3 separate regions of the Mus musculus genome follow, and all the other regions are linked to region 2. Evidence: chromatin contacts called from public ChIA-PET and Hi-C data. All regions are on one chromosome and are shown on one strand. The core of a region is the stretch at or near the end of the contact, and the rest is flanking DNA. Distances in the headings are between cores, read along the strand shown.

Region 1 (3,067 bases), core at 250-2,749, 490 kb before region 2:
TTCAGTGCCTCCAGAGTGGAAGTGGCTGCTGGTGGCCTGGATGAACTCGGTTTCCTGAGACTGAGCAGTGTCCTGAGATGTGAGACTTGTCCTGACATACAAGGATGGTGGCCGTTATGTTTAACTGGACTGTACTGAGATGGACAGAGGCAACAGAGATTGAAAACATTGTGTCTGGCCTTACTCCTGTGTGACTCACTCCAGCCCAGGAGAACAGCCCGTCTAATGCTTTCCTTGGGCTTCCTGATCAAGTAGTTAAGGCAGTGGGTCCTGATGTACTCTCCCTGGGTTTTGCTCTCCCAGTATCCCACTCGGCATCCCACTTGGCATCCCAGAAGGTATCCTTGGCAGGCCAGGAGCTATTAGATCTTTGCATCCCTGCCCCGGGCCTCTGCCTCCTGCTGCTACAGCTGCTGCAGTAGGTATAATGATTAAAGAGGGTGTGACTGTGCGCTTCCGCCTCCTTTCGTGCTTACTTCCCACGGCTCTGCTTTGATGCAGCTGGCTGAGCTGGGGTATTTGGGAGCATCCAGAGGACCCACAGCTGAGTCTATCAGGTACCCTGCAGCAGCTGTTATCTGAGGCGGCAGCAACAAAGGAAGGGTGCATGGCAGATATGCAGGAAGAACACCAGACAGGTCTCTGCTCCAGAGGGTTGCAATCAGCCGGTGTACATGTGGAGCTGGTGATTGTGCTGGAGAGAGGCAAGGGGAGGAGATGGTGTTTTCCACAGTTATCAAGATAAACAGAGCGGCCGGGGCCATCTGTGCAGCTGTGGCAGTGTGCCGATGAGCTGAATTACTTTATCTTTACCCAGTGGGAATTAACACATCCCCCTTTCTACCCAGGGGAGAAAGACTGCGGCTAACAAAACTAGTCAGTCGTTTGAATCTTCCCGCAGAATGGTGATAATTTATAGGACTGTCTGGATGTCTCCTTGTTCGGACATTTAATTAGTGAAAATAACAGCCTAGAAGATGAAATGGCTCTGTTGGCTAAGACAAATATTTGAGGACCTGGTAGGAGGACTGGGGCTAAGAGGCTGGAGAGGCAGTTGGAAGGGAATGGATAAGGAATAGAATTGTAGCCCGAAGGCTGAAGTGGAGATGGAAATGGTCCTGCCTACCAGTTTTCAAGTGGCCACAGAAACTTGAAGGCTACAGGTCTCAGACTGCAAAAGGCCCTACAGGTCCTTGCTGGAACTCTGAATATCCAAAGAGATGGGCATTCCCTTATGACAGGTAGTGAAGGCTTTAGTGGTGGTCACACCGTGAACATACCTCAGTTCTCACACCCTTCAGAACAGAACCCTAGCAAAACACAAGCAAGGCTGTGTAGACATAAACCCTGATCATATGGAAAAGAGCAAACTGTGAAGCCCATGAACAAGTGCACCCTCAGAAAGGCACGAGGCACCTGCACAGCACCAACAGTGCACCGGGCAGGAAAGGGCTGAAGGGAGGAGGACCAGTGCCCACTTCCCCACTGCATACAACCTGACCGTTCTCCCCAGCCAGAGTGCAAAACTGGGAACTTAACTGATGAGGGCAAAATAAGAGCATGCTAAGCCAGGGGTGCACAGTTAAGAAGGGCCATACTTCAGGGGTGAACTCATCACTTGTAGAGACAGAACCCTGCATTGTTAATACCCTAACACACTCGCGCGCACACACACACACACCCATATGCACAGAGATGGGCAGTTTTGGGTCCAGCTTTATGACTTGCTTCCAGAACACTAGCATCTCGGTCCTTATCCTTCTTCCTTGCAGCGAGTTAGAGATCTCTCCCTAGTTAATCTGGCCAGCCCATGAGAAGGTAAGCTGAAGGACCTAAAAGGGGGCTTTTGCCCACAGTTGCCTGTTTCTGTTGTTTGTTTGCTTGTATATAGGGAAATGAAAACTTCAAAAAGCCATTGCCATCTTTAGAGAGATTAACAAACAACAGCAGTTTTATACCAAGAATGCCATGAGAAGGAAGAGTTAGAGAATAGGAAGTATTGTTAGAGAGTTGCTGTATTAAAGCGGAATCAGAATATCAGTAAGCAGCCTAGACACTGAGGTTGAACTCTCCAAGAAAGGAGATGAAACCAATGAAAAGACTTATGCTGAAGGGAAGGCATAAAAGTGCAGGTCAGGGTTCACAGGGTCTCATAAGGTTCTGGTAATCCAAACGTCAAGTGTCATTGAGAAAAGGCCCTGGGGAAGAAGTCAAGACTAACAATTGAAATTTTGTGCAATGTGTGGGTTTCTAGATGGCAAAACCCACCCCAGGCTCATCTTCATGTAATTTCTGAGAATGGGGCATCTAGACGTAATCCATGCGCTTCTAGAGCAGGCTGTGGTCAGATAGTACAATGGTCTTTCAGTACCAAAGCAGTTGACTGACAAAATGATACTCTTCTCAGAGCTCCCGAGGAAAACAGTTGGTAGTTTAAAGGCCCATACCACATACAATGGCAGCCAAACAGGAAGGCGTACTAGAAGGTGGCTCAAAGTCTGTAACTATTCATCTTCCAGAAACCATTTCTCAGGAAGCTTTTGGTAAGCGTGTGCTCCACCAAAGTCACAGAACAAAACTGCAGAGAGGAGGAGAGACATAAAAACGGCTGTGGGGTGGGGTGGGAGCTAGAGGGGGCCAGGCTTGGCTGTGCCTGGCCAGGAGACCTAGGAAGATAGCTTGAAAAGAAAGCAATTACTACATCTCCTTGATGCCTCAGGATGTTGAGAGCAGCACATCAGCTGAGCGAGAGCTACTGGAAGAAAGGGTTTATGTGGAGTTCCTAGAAAATTAAGCAAAGCAAAAATCCCTTGAGCCATGGTCCTTTGGTGGCACATGCCTGTCACCCTAGCTTTTGGTGAGATCAGGCACACAGATTCCTTCACAGTTGAGGCCAGCCTGAGATATGTGAGACCCTGTTCCAAACAAAGAAAAACAAAACAACCTAATCTCATTGCTAACTAGGAAGACCCTGTGCAGGAATTAGATGTGAATAACATTTACATAATCATAATGTAAACAGTAAGTATTGATCCAGCTGAAGGTACAATCTACATTGGGGGATGGG
Region 2 (2,875 bases), core at 310-2,809:
GCTTGTATCCCACCTTCCCCGGGACATTCTGGTATTCCCTTCCCAGTGAATAATACCTTGTCTACCCAAGGCAGTCACCGCCAAACCTCTGTCGCTACAAGGTTAGCTTTCGCAGTTCTGAATTTTGAACAAATGAAACCATGCGTTATAGACACGTCTGTGCCTGGGTTCTGTCAAGTCATGCCTGGGAGGATTGGCAGGGATGGCCTGGCCATTGTTCCTTTCTTTCACATTTGCTGAGGATGCGTTGTGTAAAAATACCAGCGTGAGCTGAGGAGATGGCTTAGGGGTGGGGATGGGGTAAAACCCAAGCCATGCATGGCTGAGTGCTCCAGTTGAATCCTTAGAACAATAGTGGACAATAGTGGACAATTTGGACACAATAGTGGGAGAGCATCATCCCAAGGTGCCCTTACTGGGAGAGGGGAGCAAAGACAGGAGAATTGCCACAAGTTCTATGTCCAACAGCCTGCAGTATATAGCTGATAGACACTGCCTGCTGTTCTGTTTGTTTGTTTATTTTTTTTAAAGATTTATTTATTTTATGTATGTGAGTACACTGTTGCTGTCTTCAGACACATCAGAAGAGGGCATGGGATCCCATTACAAATGGTTGTGAGCCACCATGTGGTTGCTGGGATTTGAACTCAGGACCTCGGAAGAGCAGTCGGTGCTCTTAACCTCTGAGCCATCTCTCCAGTCCCCCCTTTTTTGGTTGTTTTTGTTTTTGTTTTCAGACAGGGTCTCTTTGTATAGCCCTTGACTGACATAGAACTTACTATGTAGAGCAGGCTGGCCTCGAACTCACAAGGCTCTGCCTGCCTCTGCCTCCCCATTGCTCTATACAAGCACACACCATCACACTGGGTCCCCCTTTACCACTCTTGACAGCCTCACGACTTGATTATGAGGGGTTTTTGTTGTTGTTGTTGTTGTTGTTATAAGAAGAAAAGTCACTTAGATGATTTTGTTTTAAAGAAATGGTTTATTTGTAATTATGGGTATGTGTGGTGGTGGTGGGGCAAGTATATGCATGTGGATTCTGGGAACTGGACTCAGGCCCTCTGAAAAAGTAGTGCATGCTTTTAACCACGAAATATCTCCAGCCCCTTGGGAGATGCTTGGACCTGCTGTGTGATTGCCTTGAGAGCTCATTCTTGTTACATCCATCCCCAAGAGAACTATGGGACCGTGGGCCACACAGCTGTTTAGCATTCATAAGTGTGGCTCAGATCTCTTGCAGTGTACTCTACCATATGAGACTCAGATCTTCTTAGTAGCTAATGTTGGCCAAGGGAGATGGGCCATCCTAATGATGTCATCGGTGATGGCTGCTCCCTGCCCGCCTTCAGTGAGGAAGCTACAGGCTCTGCTTGTGACTGCTGGCCGGGGCCCCACACCTGGCCCAGGCTGGCTGTGCCCTGAGCGTGTGCAGCTTTGTAACTCTTTTCCGTCGTTCCTTATCAGCCACCAAAACCCCTGTCATTACAACACCGCTTTGCTGTGGGCAAGCCACAGCGTCCAAGATTATAGCTTATCTTCCATTGAAGCCTGTTCAACCGATGTCTTCCTTGTCAAGAGGCACCCCGGGCTTCCTGCAGACATCCATGCAGCCTCCTGGTCTTATCAGCAACCAGCATGCATGACATCTCTTGGTAGCTTGTTGCTTGATGAGGTTTCCTGGGGACCTGGGCCAAAGATATCTATCTCTTATGTGTACAGTTGACGGTTGCACATTTTTATGGCATGGTGACAGCGACAGGCCCGTTCCCTGGAGGACAGTGTGTGTTTTACACAGGCACCGCGCACACGCTGATTACAAAATCAATAGCAAGTTGAAAAGACCTCCGAGATCATCCATCCATTTTCCTCCTCTAGGTGGGGAAACAGGCTCAGAGAGGTGACTCCAATTGCCCAAAGACACACAGCTTATCTTTTAAATGTTGATCCTTGCTACAGAGACGTCAGCCTGGGCTGAATGAGATCCTCTTTCAAGTTCTTGACCTGCTGACTGATGGCCTCTGGGAATAGTGCTCTGGTTAGATCTGTCCCATCTGTGTTGATGGCGGGCACATCTTTTGAACCTGTGGCAATCCTGTTTTTCATTCATCATGTTCATACTCCCCACCATGTAAGTTCTAGGAGCTGGCTGCATCTCCATTTCAGAGACAGGTAAACTAAGGCCCAGACATCACCACCGTTCTTCTTGGATGACACTCAATGTGGGATTCACCTCTGGCCACTAGAATGGGTCTTCTTTGTGCTTTGAAGTCTGAGGCAAATGCAGCTCTTCCACAGAGCCTCCCAGGAGCCCCCGCAGCAGCTAATGCTTTCTGTTCCCAGGAATCCTTGTGAAATCACTCCTTCTCAACATGGGGTCTGGTGTAGGGGCCAAGATGAGGCCTATGTACCACCATCCTGTACACTCTGGATCCACACGCATGCGTGCACACACCTTCACATATGTACTCAAACACAGACACATCACATACACACACATATGCAAATTAAATTGAAAAAGCAGAGGCTGAGAGGGTAGAAGTGAGTATAGGCATGTGATCTGCTCATCTGATAGGTATGTGGCCTCAAGAGAAATTGAGGTAGGCAGCCAAGCAAAAATGGGGTTTAGGAAGTTTAGGCTTAGCCTGTCCCTAGGGGGAGCCCAAGAGCTAGAACAGCCATGGCCAGTCCTCCCTCTGTGTGTGTGTGTGTGTGTGTGTGTGTGTGTGTGTGTGTGTGTGTGAGAGAGAGAGAGAGAGAGAGAGAGAGAGAGAGAGAGAGAGAGAGAGAGAGAGAGATAGGAAATGGGTTACCCGAGCTCCTCCATGAGCCATTAGTAACAAAGGAGGATGGGCACAGTCGCCATATTGTGGAG
Region 3 (2,700 bases), core at 182-2,681, 460 kb after region 2:
ACCTGAGCAACCTTGGCTTCCCAAGCAGAAGGGCAGCGCCGCATGCTTTGGTGTGCATCTGGGTGGCCTGTGCCGGGTGATTGCCGTGTGTGTGTGTGTGTGTGTGTGTGTGTGTGTGTGTGTGTGTGTGTGTATGTGGGTCCTTAAGTATCTTCCTTGTATTTCACAGGCAGGGTTTGGTACCATTCGGCACCTGCAAGCCGCCATCACTGCCCCTCCCACCCCCACGTCAACCTGTGCAACCTCTTCAGAAAGCAGTTTGTTTAAACACACCGAGTATTCACACCCCCATGCCCTTTGACCCAGTGAGTCCCTTTCTAGGAAGTTCCCTGGGGCGAGCCTTCTGAAATGCAAGGCAGCACTTAAGGCCTACAGCCCTTCCCTGGGGTTATTTAGAGAAGCTAAATAAATAAATAATGAGCCTGCAAGTCTGAAGCAGGAAGGGGTGTAAATCCCGCTGGCTGACGCTTTCTCCTATCTCGCTAGGGTCACTGTGTGGGCCTTCACCTTAGTTTTCCTATGTATCGTAATGTCAAAGGTCCATGCTCACTCTGCAATAGCAATTGGATTTAATGTCCCGTGCCAGGCAGACACATAGGCAGGGAAAAGCAAATGAACTTTATTAATGTTATCGCCAGGTATCGCACACGTGGGATCGCTGTAATTCCGGAGGCAGGAGCAGGAGGATGACAGGTTGGAGGGTCTCTTGATCTTTAGAGCAAATTCCAGGGCAGTCAGAGCTATGGAGTGAGACCTTGTCTCAAAAGTACCCCAAAAAAGGGCAAAAAGGGGCTGGCAAGATGGCTCAGCGGGTAAGGCAGGTAAGGCTTTTTGCCACCAAGCCCGAGTTCGATCCAACGAACAAACACCCCCGGGTATGTGCATGAAGGACTGCAGGTATGGCTGCTGGTTAGCATGCATGAAGTCCAGATGGCAGACCCCTTGCCAAGTGAACCCAGTATTGGTGGTGAATACGGATCCCAGCATTTAAGGTGTGGGCCAGAGGGTCGGAAGTCCCAAGCTAGTCTAATTACTGGGACTGTGTCTCAAAGAACCCCCAGCGAGTTTTGTTTACTGCAGGGGTTTAACCTCAGCCTTTTGAATACCAGGCACGCTCCCTGCCACGGAGCTACTGGCCCGGTCCTGAAGTGATTATTCACCAAACACTGGTTTGGGGTGTTAATATCACCTTTTTTCTTTTTCTTGTTCTTCTTCTTTTTTTAACTTTTCCGACTTGCACTGCGGCGCGCTGTATCGTCGGCCTTGCACTGTTTTTAATGATAATCTGTTTAAAGTCTAATATTGAAAAGGGAAAGGAAAGAGAAAGGAAACGTGAATTCCCAGAAGCAAAGGCCCAGGCTGATAGGGGGAACTGATCCACCCGCCCGTTCCAGGGAAACGCTGCAGCCACGTGGATCGAAGAGGCCGGCCATCTGCCTGGGCCCGCGCCTGGGTCCACCTCTTCCCTGCAGGGCCCGTAGGGGGCGGGGCTGGCCATGCTGACAGATGTGGCGGGAAAGGGTGATCGACCCTCCTCCATTTCCTTCCGCCCAGGCTCCTGGTGGAGGGGGGAGGTGTCTCCTCCCCAGGGACCCTTGCTGCCCTGGGGTGTGCCCATCTGTCTCCTTGGCCTCCATCCGCTCCTCGCTGGAGGCGACTGCTGTTTGCCTGGTGCAAAACCCTGGCTTTCCTGGGACTGTTAGCCTCCTGTGGTTCTCACCCGGGTCCGCCAGAATCACAGCAGCACCAGGGCCACCCAGGAACTGGATGGAAACACAAACGCACACACTCCACCCCAGATGCAGCCAACCTGCAGCTTGGGAGGTGAGGCTGCTCAGATGAAATCTAACAAGCCAGACAGCATCCCTCCCCCCACCCCGCCCCGCCCCCGTTTTAACTTAAAGAAAAAAGCTAAGATTATTTATGTGATTGTGTGTGTGTGTGTGTGTGTGTGTGCATGTGAACGACACACATGCCGGAGCTAATGGAGGTCAGAAGGTGTCAGATCCCTTGGGATTGGAGTTACAAGCTATTGTTAGTCACCACGTGGATACTGGGACCCAAACCAGAGTAGAAGTGCTTTTAAGTATAGACCAGCCTCTCCCTGAGCCTCTTTTTTGACTCTGGTTCTCATATAGCGCTGGCAGGTTTAGGAACTGATTGATGACTCTTAAGTCTGTCTCCAACTTCTGAGGGATACAGGACCATTCAAGAGTACCTACCCCACAATTGAATACCACAACCTCACTTTAGGGATTATCATGACCCTCTTTCATTAATAATAATAATAATAACAATCACAACAACAACAATACACAGACAGTAATTAAAAATACACACAAACAAGCAGAGCCAGCAATAGGATTCTGAGGCCATGCTCCTTAACCTCTGTGCCCAGAGCTGCCCAAAACTTAAGAGGTCCTGTTGGGTCCCCTCAGGTCTGGCTTTAGACTAACATGGCTTAATCGGCGTTTGGGATGGGAGGCACCAGACCCCTGGTTGTTTGATAGGAAAACCAGAATGGCCTGCCCTACCCCATCCTCCCACCTCCGTCCAGGAGCCCCCAAGCAGCCCAGATACCCTGTGGGCTCTGTGCCAGCTCAGTCCTCTCTATTCCTGACAGCAAGGGAGACTTTAAGGCTGGACCAGCCTGCAGCAGAGGCACACAGCACCACCTGCTGGCCAGAAAGTAGCACTGCT

Evidence for each region. ChIA-PET counts read pairs in DNA pulled down with a chosen protein or histone mark. Hi-C and Micro-C count contacts between places; a contact is called where the count stands out from the background.
Region 1: an SMC1A ChIA-PET map of the G1E-ER4 cell line shows a contact between it and region 2, with 25 read pairs. The contact joins two enhancer-like sites. A contact is called at or near these places in 1 of 15 datasets of contacts at CTCF or cohesin (the G1E-ER4 cell line), 1 of 484 Hi-C or Micro-C datasets (the G1E-ER4 cell line) and 1 of 115 datasets of contacts at active chromatin or transcription factors (bone marrow-derived macrophages).
Region 3: a contact with region 2 is called in a Hi-C map of the G1E-ER4 cell line, with 6 times the contacts expected there. The contact joins two enhancer-like sites. A contact is called at or near these places in 2 of 484 Hi-C or Micro-C datasets (the G1E-ER4 cell line and embryonic stem cells) and 3 of 115 datasets of contacts at active chromatin or transcription factors (acute myeloid leukemia, astrocytes and embryonic stem cells).

What each region holds. Positions count from the first base shown.
Region 1 is chr17:30,344,888-30,347,954 of GRCm38.p6, reverse strand. All of the region lies in intron 6 of Btbd9 (BTB (POZ) domain containing 9), which reads left to right. Among named protein-coding and RNA genes, the nearest start is that of Btbd9, 230 kb to the left of the region's middle. Within about 2 kb of position 1,499, at least 67 of the 459 cell types and tissues checked have an H3K27ac peak or open chromatin away from gene starts, as enhancers often do. A contact at or near this core is called in the G1E-ER4 cell line, where this site is marked.
Region 2 is chr17:29,858,710-29,861,584 of GRCm38.p6, reverse strand. The region is part of intron 1 of Mdga1 (MAM domain containing glycosylphosphatidylinositol anchor 1); the gene reads left to right. Among named protein-coding and RNA genes, the nearest start is that of Mdga1, 28 kb to the left of the region's middle. Within about 2 kb of position 1,559, at least 38 of the 459 cell types and tissues checked have an H3K27ac peak or open chromatin away from gene starts, as enhancers often do. A contact at or near this core is called in the G1E-ER4 cell line, where this site is marked.
Region 3 is chr17:29,397,057-29,399,756 of GRCm38.p6, reverse strand. No RefSeq gene overlaps it. Among named protein-coding and RNA genes, the nearest start is that of Gm36199, 36 kb to the left of the region's middle. Within about 2 kb of position 1,431, at least 179 of the 459 cell types and tissues checked have an H3K27ac peak or open chromatin away from gene starts, as enhancers often do. A contact at or near this core is called in the G1E-ER4 cell line, where this site is marked.